Regions from separate parts of the Gossypium hirsutum genome. Here regions 1 and 2 are each linked to region 3. The links are chromatin contacts, called in public Hi-C maps. All regions are on one chromosome and are shown on one strand. Each heading gives the region's core, a stretch centred on a gene start, on an enhancer-like site or on the middle of the called end of the contact. The rest is flanking DNA. Distances are from core to core; before and after follow the strand shown. Region 1 holds the start of LOC107943467 (E3 ubiquitin protein ligase RIE1). Region 2 has its middle 6.7 kb from the start of LOC107886323. Region 3 holds the start of LOC107886326.

Region 1 (3,144 bases), core at 552-3,051, 260 kb after region 3:
TCTGCAGAAGGATATCACCACCAGAAACTACCCAATAGAAGCCAACTATCCACCAAAGAAATGATGCCATGGTATTCACTGTTTCGCATCGTTTAGTTATACTGCCCATTACATCATCAAATCAATACAATAATAATAAATTGATCATCCCAAGTTAAAGTTTCTACAACAGGAAATAAATGCAAATCTAGATGTACAATACAAGAAAAATCCATTCAAATGATAGCTTGGTAACAATTTCATAGCTTTGGTCGACTGCATCGATCGATATAATCAAAATAAAACTACCTATAATAGGACATATTGCAGTAATTGGTTGGTTACAAGATAAGACGCATCAAATTCCAAAACTTCCTTATCATGCACAACGTGGGGCAAAAAGTGTCGTAAATTTAAATTATTCTACCATCATTCAAAGCTCAACGCTAGTCCTATGGTCTATGATTCTAGTTCTTTTATTTGAACCATGGAAGTATACAAAAACACAATGCAGCCTAATTCGCCCCGCGCAGAATATTCCCAGAGTTTCGACATTCCACTCCTCTTGAAAGGGAGACTAAGGATAACGATAATTCATATATTCATGCAAACCATACAAAACAGTGCCATAGCCAAAATAAATGTCAACACCAAAACAAAGCCCTTCCAATTCCTTGAGAATAACCATAGACCTAAATCCCCTAAATCCTCAAACCCTAATCTAATTCATCTTGAAAATCCAATAAAACGCCAAATCGAACTAAAATCCTCATCCAGTTTAACACAGAAAATGAGCAATACTTCCATCAAAATTCTAACTTCAGAACATAAATAGTTCATGCTCCAATACAAATCGGTTCTAAAGAAATCCTGAATCCTCATCTCAATTAAACTAAAGAACAATAAACACTAAATTTTAAAATTAAACAAAAAAAATCAACATTTTAAGCTTAAACACACACACACACAAAAAAAAAATCAAATTTTAAGTCAAATTATACTAAAAGAAACTGACCTTGATTCATTTGAACCAAAAAGACCGCTGTCTTCTTCATCTTCACTATCACTAACATCCCCAGAAACTGCTTCTCCTCTCTCCTCATCCGTAACAGATATTCTCCTACTGTTCCTTCGCCTGTATTCCAACCACACTAAAACAACATGAAGCAAGCACTGCAAAGCATAAGCACAGATCCATAATCTAATAGGAGTATTGGGCGTCTCATCCGCCGTACTTATCAACATCACTACCGACACCACCACGAACGCTGTATTCCACAGCATGTCCAGTGCCACCACGGGCTTCGAGTACCCCCAGTCGGCCCTCCGCTCCTCCAACTCACGTGCCGCTGTCTCCCTAACTAGCATGGAAGCGCCACGCCGTCCCGTGGCTCGCCCCAATAAATGCGCCAACGATACAGGGCGAGCAGCCGAGCCATCAGGTTGACGCGGGGGGAGGAGTGGCGCGTGAGGATCAGACGCCGCCATGGTTGCTTTGGATGAAGATGTGAACAAACAAACAAAAAGAAAACACCTTTTTGATTTCGGGGTTTTCAGAAATCTGGGGAGAACTCACAAAGAGAAGAAACACATAATTGGAGTATTAACATTAGCAAGAATAAAAACCATATTTGTTGAAAATAAGAAAAAGAAGGGAATATCTGGTTGGATTAAAGAGTTTTCGGTTGAGAACGGAACTGCCCTCCTCACTGCTAATTAGATGCTTTTATTGATTTTTATTTTGTTTTCTGTCGGATTCTGCTTTGCTCTATTATTTTTGTTTCCTAAAAAGAAAAAAACAGTGTGTTATGTATGTAATTTTCCTTTTTCACTTACTTTCGCGCTTTATTTCTTTTATATTTATCAGTCTTTTTGGCTTTTTCTTTACCCAACCATATTTATTACCGCTGCGTTTTCTATTTTTCCGTTAAAGCGCTGCGTTTTTTGTATTGCTGTAATACGGTTTTTGAAGTTCAAACATAGTACTTTACAACTTTATTTATTTTATAATACTTTGAGATTTCTATGATTCACTACACTCCATAAATATTAATTGATTTTAAACTATTATTTGAATTATTAATAATATTACATTTTGATCACTTAACTTTTAAAAAGTAATAAAATTATCATTAAATTAATTAAAAATTTTTATTTAAGTCACTAAACTATTTTAAAAAAATTATTTAAGTCATTGTGTTGTTAAGATTTTTTTTTGTTTTTTTTAAATCTAGTTAGTAAGCTTCAAACGACGATTTGATGATCGTTATGATGGATTAATACCCATAGAGTAAAAGAACATGCTTTAGATTCAATTCGATATGATGGTCAGTGTAAGAGATTGAAGAAGAAATTTATTTAAATTTTGTTTCACAAATTTATTACATTCAAAGCTATTTTATATAAAAAAAGGGTAGAAAATAAGGGAAAGAGAACGCTCGATTAGTGTAGGCGGTGCAAATAGAGAATACCATACAATTGTGATTTTAACAACACAGTGGCTTAAAAGAAAACTTTCAAATAGTTCAATGACTATTTTGTAACTTTTTAAAATTAAATGACCAAAATATAAACTTACTAATAATTTAGTGATTCTTGATTTAGTTTACTCTTGATTTTATTACTTTTATAACTCTTTCGTGTTTTTCTACCCAATTTTTTTACGCAAATATTAAATATTTTAAAATTTTAAACTATATTTTCAAAAATATATTTTTTTAAACAAAACATATGTTTTTGCAAGGTTTTTGTAGTAAAGTAGTATGAAAACCCTTGTACTAAGAGTTGTATTACATTTTATCCCCTCTATTCGAAAAATGAGCAAATTAGACTATCTATGTTAGATAAAAAAGTAAACTAGTTATTCTATTAAAAATTTCATTCATTTCTATCGTTAAGTGACGATGTGACTGAGTGAGCAAATAGGCAACCACACGTGTCATGTCACATGTAGGGGTGTTCAAACTATTAACCAAACCGAACTAGTGTTAATTGAATTAATCAAACTTTTTAATCCTTTAACCGTTAACCAAATAAAAAATTGTTCAAAAAAATAACCGAACCGAAATTTATATGTTTTTGTTTTTTGTTTTTGGTTAAAACAAGTATAAAACATATAAAAAATAAATTGATAATATTCATTTGACCGAATTATCCGAATTAACC
Region 2 (3,476 bases), core at 36-2,535, 350 kb before region 3:
TACCTACTTAATGTCATGTTTTTTATTACCAAAATTTCTTCACTGTGATATGGAGAATATTTGTGCGAATTTTTGGTGTCAAAAAGGGCAAGGTAGAAGGGGGATCCATTGGTGTGAATGGAAGAAGCTTTGTGAGTTAAAAGATAATGGTGGATTGGGATTTCGTAGTCTTGCCAAATTCAATTTATCTTTATTAGTGAAGCAAGGATGGCAATTGATTAATTTTTTTAATTCGTTACTTGTGTGCACTTTGAAAGCTAAATACTATCCAGATACGAATTTTCTGAATTCAAGGTTAGGAAATATACCTTTATATACCTAGAATAGCATCTAAGCAGTCGAAGGAATTCTTCAGGATGGCTTATGCTGGCGAGTAGGGACTGTATCTTAAATCTTAGCAAGGGAGGCTGAATGGATTAAAGGAACTGTGAATTACAAAATTCAAAACAGTGAGAAATGTCCTAATACTCTTATGGTGACTGAACTTATTAACAATAATACAAAAAGTTGGAAAGAGGATTTGATAAGGAAAACCTTTAGCGGTAGGGATGTTAGCCGAATCCTAAACATCCTACTATCAAATTTCTAGCATGAAGACTTCCTAGTCTGCACAAGGGAGGAGACTAGGGAGTTTTCTATTCGTAGTGCCTATAAGTTATGTGATTCGATCACTTAGTGCCGATTATTTGTTTGTGTGAGTTGGGCTATATAGATTAAGTGAAACAAATGGCTACATAAGGGGCAAAGGAGATCAAGGTTAGCAGCAGTAAACTCTATCAAAAAATATGCATGTGAAATTGATGGGATTTCCAGTTCCAAACTTTCTAGCAGAATAAAGATAGAGAAATGGAGGCCTCTAGAGAACTCGTTCATTAGAATAAACTTGGATGGATCTTACAAGAAAAATGAAATTTAAACTTGTTCAAGAATTGTTATCAGAGACTTAGAGGGTAAAGTTTTGGGTTCTAAAGTGGTTATAAATGAAAATATACCTTCTGCTTTTGCTGCATAAGCCCTTGCATGTATCTAAAGTATACTTTTATGCCTAGATTTAGGGTTTGTGAAGGCTGAAGTAGAAGGAGATGCTCTCTCTATTATCGAAAAATTAAAAAGAGATGATGAGGATAAATCTGAGATCGGGGCTTTCATAAGAGATGGAAAAGGTTTAAGCAAAAATTTTCATACTTGCAAGTTTCAATATGTTTAGAGATTGATGAATGATGTTGCCCACTTGTTGGCTATTGAAGGCTTAAAGCAAGGGGTATAATATTGTCTACAAGATGGAGTTCCTGCTTTTTCTAGAGAGGAAGTGGACAAGGATTGAACGAGGGAGGGCTTTTTATTTCCTTTTTGGTTTCAAGGCAGGGAGTTTGGGTAGGGGAAGATTTTGGAAAGAAAACTGTTACAAGAGTTAAAAGGGTTAAAGGTTATTGGAAAAAGGAAATGAATCTTCTACCGACGGGCCATAAACACCTTTTGTTGCTTTTCAGGAGAGGAATTACTTTAATTTCATTGGCTGAGGCTGAGGTGCTTCTAGAGCCTTTCTTCGTTTCTGTTGCTGGTATTTAGATTTGTTTTGGCCCAATTTTATGGATGTTTTGTTGATTGTGCCTTGTATTTGATCTGTTTGAATAAAATTCTGTTGATTGTGCCTTGTATTTGATCTGTTTGAATAAAATTCCAACATATTTTCTCAAAAAAAAAAATCAAATAAACTAGTATATATGTATGCATATGATCACTAGCCCATAATTGTCAGAATCAAATTAGATTGTCAATTGAACCAGAAATCAGTGGTCCAACTGATTCATCTGATACCAAAATATATAAAAATCAATTGAACCTTTAAAATTTTATCGAATTGATTAAAAACGAATTGAAATAAGCTAAAAGCTAGTTTAAAAATAACAAATTATGATGCTCTACTTTAAGCTTAATGTTACTATTCCTAATTGAACTCCATTGTTGAATCATGACATTTGCTTCCGCCGTGTAGTTGTTAAGGATGACTTTTTTTTCTTTTTCTTTTTCACTGTTTTTTGCTTGCTTGTTCTTTTAAGTGGTTTATGATCACCATAATTTGTTGATTCCCCAATGAAATTATTGGGGACTTTGATTAGACATACATTCGAATAGATAGAGATATGCTTTTGAAGAAGATCATTTTATCCCTTATTTAATGGATAATAGATTTGGGGGGGGGACATTTTAGTGATTTGAGAACAACAAACTTGATGAAAATATATGATTAGATAATTTTGAAGTCCCACTTCAAAAATTGAAGTATTTGGAAATTATTTGGTGTTGACTTTTTAATGCAATCGGAATTACTAAAAATTAAATATGAATTATCTATGCATTTGGAAATTATACATCTATACATAAATTTCTTGACATGGAAATTCAATAGCTGTATACATTAACTTGTTTTAAAAATTGATGATGTGTGAGCTTATTATTAGTGACAACTGCTAAACTATGCAGTGGTCTAGAATTGCACCAAAACCTTGTTTTATATATATATATATATTATGTTGCGTAAGATTATTAATTTGTGAAATAAATTAAAATTATGGTTTATTCATAACTTATTTTTGGAAATTATACATCTATACATAAATTTCTTGACATGGAAATTCAATAGCTGTATACATTAACTTGTTTTAAAAATTGATGATGTGTGAGCTTATTATTAGTGACAACTGCTAAACTATGCAGTGGTCTAGAATTGCACCAAAACCTTGTTTTATATATATATATATATATTATGTTGCGTAAGATTATTAATTTGTGAAATAAATTAAAATTATGGTTTATTCATAACTTATTTTCATGTTATCCATGTTTCATTTTTTTAATTATGAAATTTATCTCTTTATTTTAAAAGAATTAAAAATTAGTCCTTTTACTTTAATTTATTAGAATTTAATTATAGCATTTTAAGATACCTGAGAAGTTACTCTAGTTGTTGGTAAATACATGAACTTTAACTATTAATTTTTACTAGCTTACTGCATATAAATTGTTGAAATATGGATTTTCGTTAATTCATTACATATAAATTGTTGATATATTAATTTCTAGATCAACAATTTAAAGTAATGTTTAATGATGTTATAAATTGGACTAACTTATCAATTTCTTTGTAAAGTATTGAGAATCAAATTTTGAAAATTTAGTAAAATAGGAATGAAATTAATAATTATATCTATTTTTATGCCAAATATATACAATATACCAAAATCATGTATAGATAAATATCATATATATATATATATAGACATACTAAAATCATGTTAATAAATAAATAAATATGCTATATAATATTAAATTAAAAATTATTAGTAAAAAAAGTTATAATGTAGCAACATCGATTAATGTAGAGCAACAATAAATATAACCAATATACATAGAGTCAATCCAGAGCAATATATTTTTATTTTAAATTTTTTATCATCGAATATAAAGTTTTGAAT
Region 3 (3,231 bases), core at 40-2,539:
ACAATGCTTCCATTATCATAACCATGTAGCCAGATGGTACTTTATCCAATCCACCAGATGGGATAATTACTAAGGAAAATTATCATTTAAACCCTGTGTATGCATGCACATGCAACTATTCCATTATATGGAGATAGTTAATCCTCTTGTGAGTCATGACATTAATTTATACTTGACTCCTTTTTTTCTTTTTTAAAGTATTTATACTAGACTCCAATGACATTAGGAAGGGACTGATTCCTTGGCAGCTCACGTATAGAACAAGAAGCAGGATATGCTTCCCTCATCACTCTTTTGATGGTGTACTCCTTTTTGGCAACTCTTTATGCGTCATCCACATCAATCCCAATCCAACATAGGGAACTGCCACCAGCTTATAATGGCATTAACGTTATACTGGGCTCACTAATTAACAGAACAAGAAGCAGGATCTATTCTCACTCTTGATGGTTACTCCTTTTTGGCAACTCTTTATGCATCATCCAGATTAATCCCAGTCCTACATAAGAAACTATCACCAGCCTATGCTGCCCTAAAATAGCATAAGACTCGTTGGCTAACTCAAAAATACGTTCATTTAGCGCTAATTAGAGATTTACTGGATTGATAGAACGGGCGATATAAAGTTTCAGTTGAAACTTGAGAGTAACTTGACAGTCCTAGTGATAATAGTAACAAATATAATCATGTATTTTTCAGCTCAATATATTAATCCATTCATCCCTTGAGCAGTTTCACAAAGGAATTGTTTACACATTAGGAAATAGATTATTTCAGTTCCATATTGAACTGCTTGAACCTCCATATTTAAGTGAATTGATATGAATGAACCTGTCAGAACTTAAACATGATAGTTGGGCCCTTTCTTATAAGCTCAAGCTTTCAATGATCCAATTTAGAAAACCTACACTGTGAATCACTAAATTTCAATTTCTGCACGAAGCATAAATGAATTAAGAGCAGTTCCAATTCTGTAAAGAGCCCAAACAACTCACCAAAGTTATAATATAACAAAAAAAAAAGGGGGAGTCCTAAAACCTGAAGGGAAAAAGGCATACCATGAACTCGGTTAGCCAAATGGTGCAAGGCTGAGTCTTGATCTGATTGAAACTTCAAGGGAACCCGACCAGGGGAAGCGATAAGATCGGATCCTTTTGGGACTTCACCAGAGCGACAGCCAACAAGTCGTAGCCCGTGGGTGGTGGGCTGGGCTATCTTCTCTGATACTAACTCGTGCGCAAGCCCACCTTCCCTACTGGAACTGAGTGAACTGAAAGATGGGATAAGAATCTTTTAGAGTCCATGGTGTTATACGTTTTTAATTTAAACGCAACCGCAAGATATTAGAATAAAAAGAAAAAAACCATTAAAATATTTGTTTAAATATGAAACAATTAAAATATTTTTAGAATAAACAATAAAACATAAATTAAAATTATATTTTATTAAATAATCAATAAAAAATATTAAAATCATACAATATTAATTTTAAATTATATTTATATTATTCTTAAAATATATATTCATATTAAATAATAAAATGCATTTGAATTATTTTATTTTTTTGATATCTTTCATTTTTGTTTTATTATCCACATTCGCGATCCCCGTAACTATTTCTCTTAATTTATTTTCAAGGTTTGGATATACATTATCTCTTAAGGAGTGTAATTTATCTTACCATTCTATCTAACACTTAGATAACATTTAGTAATAGAAAGCAATCATTTTCCAAGTAATTATTCTCATTTTATATTAGTTTAGAGTATTAATCTATTAATAAAGGTAAAAAAAAAGAAAAAAAAAAGAAAAAGAAGCTATTGCCTCATTCCTCCTCCTTGCTACTTGATATTCTTTACTACTTCAAAGAATTATTCAACGGAATCATCTATATATTATATCGTTTAAATATTAAATTCTATTTTTTTTCTCTTTTCTTCTGTGCATTAATTGAGAACATAGTATTTATGAATCTTTTCAAGCAAAAGGAAAAAAAATTAAAGTTCAAGCTTATCTCTAACATTGTTTTTAGCATAACCTTTTTACATAATTTACCTTTAAATTATGACGTGTTGTATGTGATTGAAAATTTTACAAGAATGATTTTCAAGAATGAATAAATGATTGATAATCAATTCCAAAGTAAAATGGATAAGACAAGTGATAAGTCAAATTTCAAAACAGTTACATGTCATATTCAGGTAAATTATTTTTTATCAATATGTAAATTATGTTACATTGGGGCTTTGGAAAAAAATAATGTAAAATGTATCAATTAAATTTTAATATTAATTATTTAATCCAAAAATTGGTTAAGAGTAAAGTTCATTATAAAAATTAAATATATAAATATTATATTTTATGTAATAAGGATAAATTTATAAATTATCATTACATTCCTAGGAAAATACTTAATGAATCAAACGTGATAATGTAACTTTCTCGATATTTTAATTAATATCTTTCAATGTATTCCAATAGTTGTAAAGTTATTTTCCAATCAAAATATAAAATAAAAAGAATTTGCCAAGACAAAATTATCATTTTTTTGTGTGTGTTTAGGAATAAGATTCAAAAAAATGTCTTTTCTTGTTATAAATATTTTTTAAAATATATTTTTCATTAACATCAAACTTTAGTATAAAGATAATTTCAAGTCATATATATATATAATATGAATACACTTGAATTTATTCCTACAGTGTAATGATGAGTAAATTTTTTCAAATTTTACATATTCACAAACTTGAGTTAATATATAAGTTATTTTTTAAATATATTCATGTAATGGATCCAACAAAGACGTGAGCAAGGCAACCTTGTGTATTAATTCAAATATTTTTTAAAAATAAAAATTATTGAAAATATTATTAAATATTTAATTCAAAGATTTTTTAATAATAAAAATTATTGAAAATGTTAAAATACATTATTATTATCTTTTATTTAATAGGAGTGATTTTGCAAAGTACCATTACATTCTCATGAAAGTGTTGAGTGTATCAAACGTGTTAATGTAACTTTTTTTATATTTTAATCAATATTTTTCAATATATATAAAATGTTATAAAATAACTTTCCCGATAATAACTTTTTCATCAATCACATTCTTAAAAATTACATTCAATTAAAATCATAATATGAGAAAACACCAAACATTCCTTTATAAATTTTTAAATGATCAAACTTACTGTTTTAAATTATTATTTCAACATTTGATTCATGATTGTA

Evidence for each region. A called contact is a pair of places that touch in the nucleus more often than the background predicts.
Region 1: a contact with region 3 is called in a Hi-C map of leaf, with 2.4 times the contacts expected there. The contact joins the promoter of LOC107943467 here to the promoter of LOC107886326 in region 3. A contact is called at or near these places in 6 of 34 Hi-C or Micro-C datasets (callus and leaf).
Region 2: a Hi-C map of petal shows a contact between it and region 3, with 4 times the contacts expected there. The contact joins the enhancer-like site here to the promoter of LOC107886326 in region 3. A contact is called at or near these places in 14 of 34 Hi-C or Micro-C datasets (callus, hypocotyl, leaf and 2 more).

The regions. Positions count from the first base shown.
Region 1 is chrA03:85,773,862-85,777,005 of Gossypium_hirsutum_v2.1, reverse strand. It overlaps LOC107943467 (E3 ubiquitin protein ligase RIE1), which reads right to left and starts at 1,801. Exons shown (of 5, transcript XM_016877216.2): 1 at 995-1,801; 2 at 1-101. The coding sequence starts at 1,467.
Region 2 is chrA03:86,386,845-86,390,320 of Gossypium_hirsutum_v2.1, reverse strand. No RefSeq gene overlaps it. Among protein-coding and RNA genes, the nearest start is that of LOC107886323, 6.7 kb to the right of the region's middle. Within about 2 kb of position 1,285, at least 5 of the 9 cell types and tissues checked have an H3K27ac peak or open chromatin away from gene starts, as enhancers often do.
Region 3 is chrA03:86,032,572-86,035,802 of Gossypium_hirsutum_v2.1, reverse strand. It overlaps LOC107886326, which reads right to left and starts at 1,289. Exons shown (of 5, transcript XR_005913943.1): 1 at 1,059-1,289.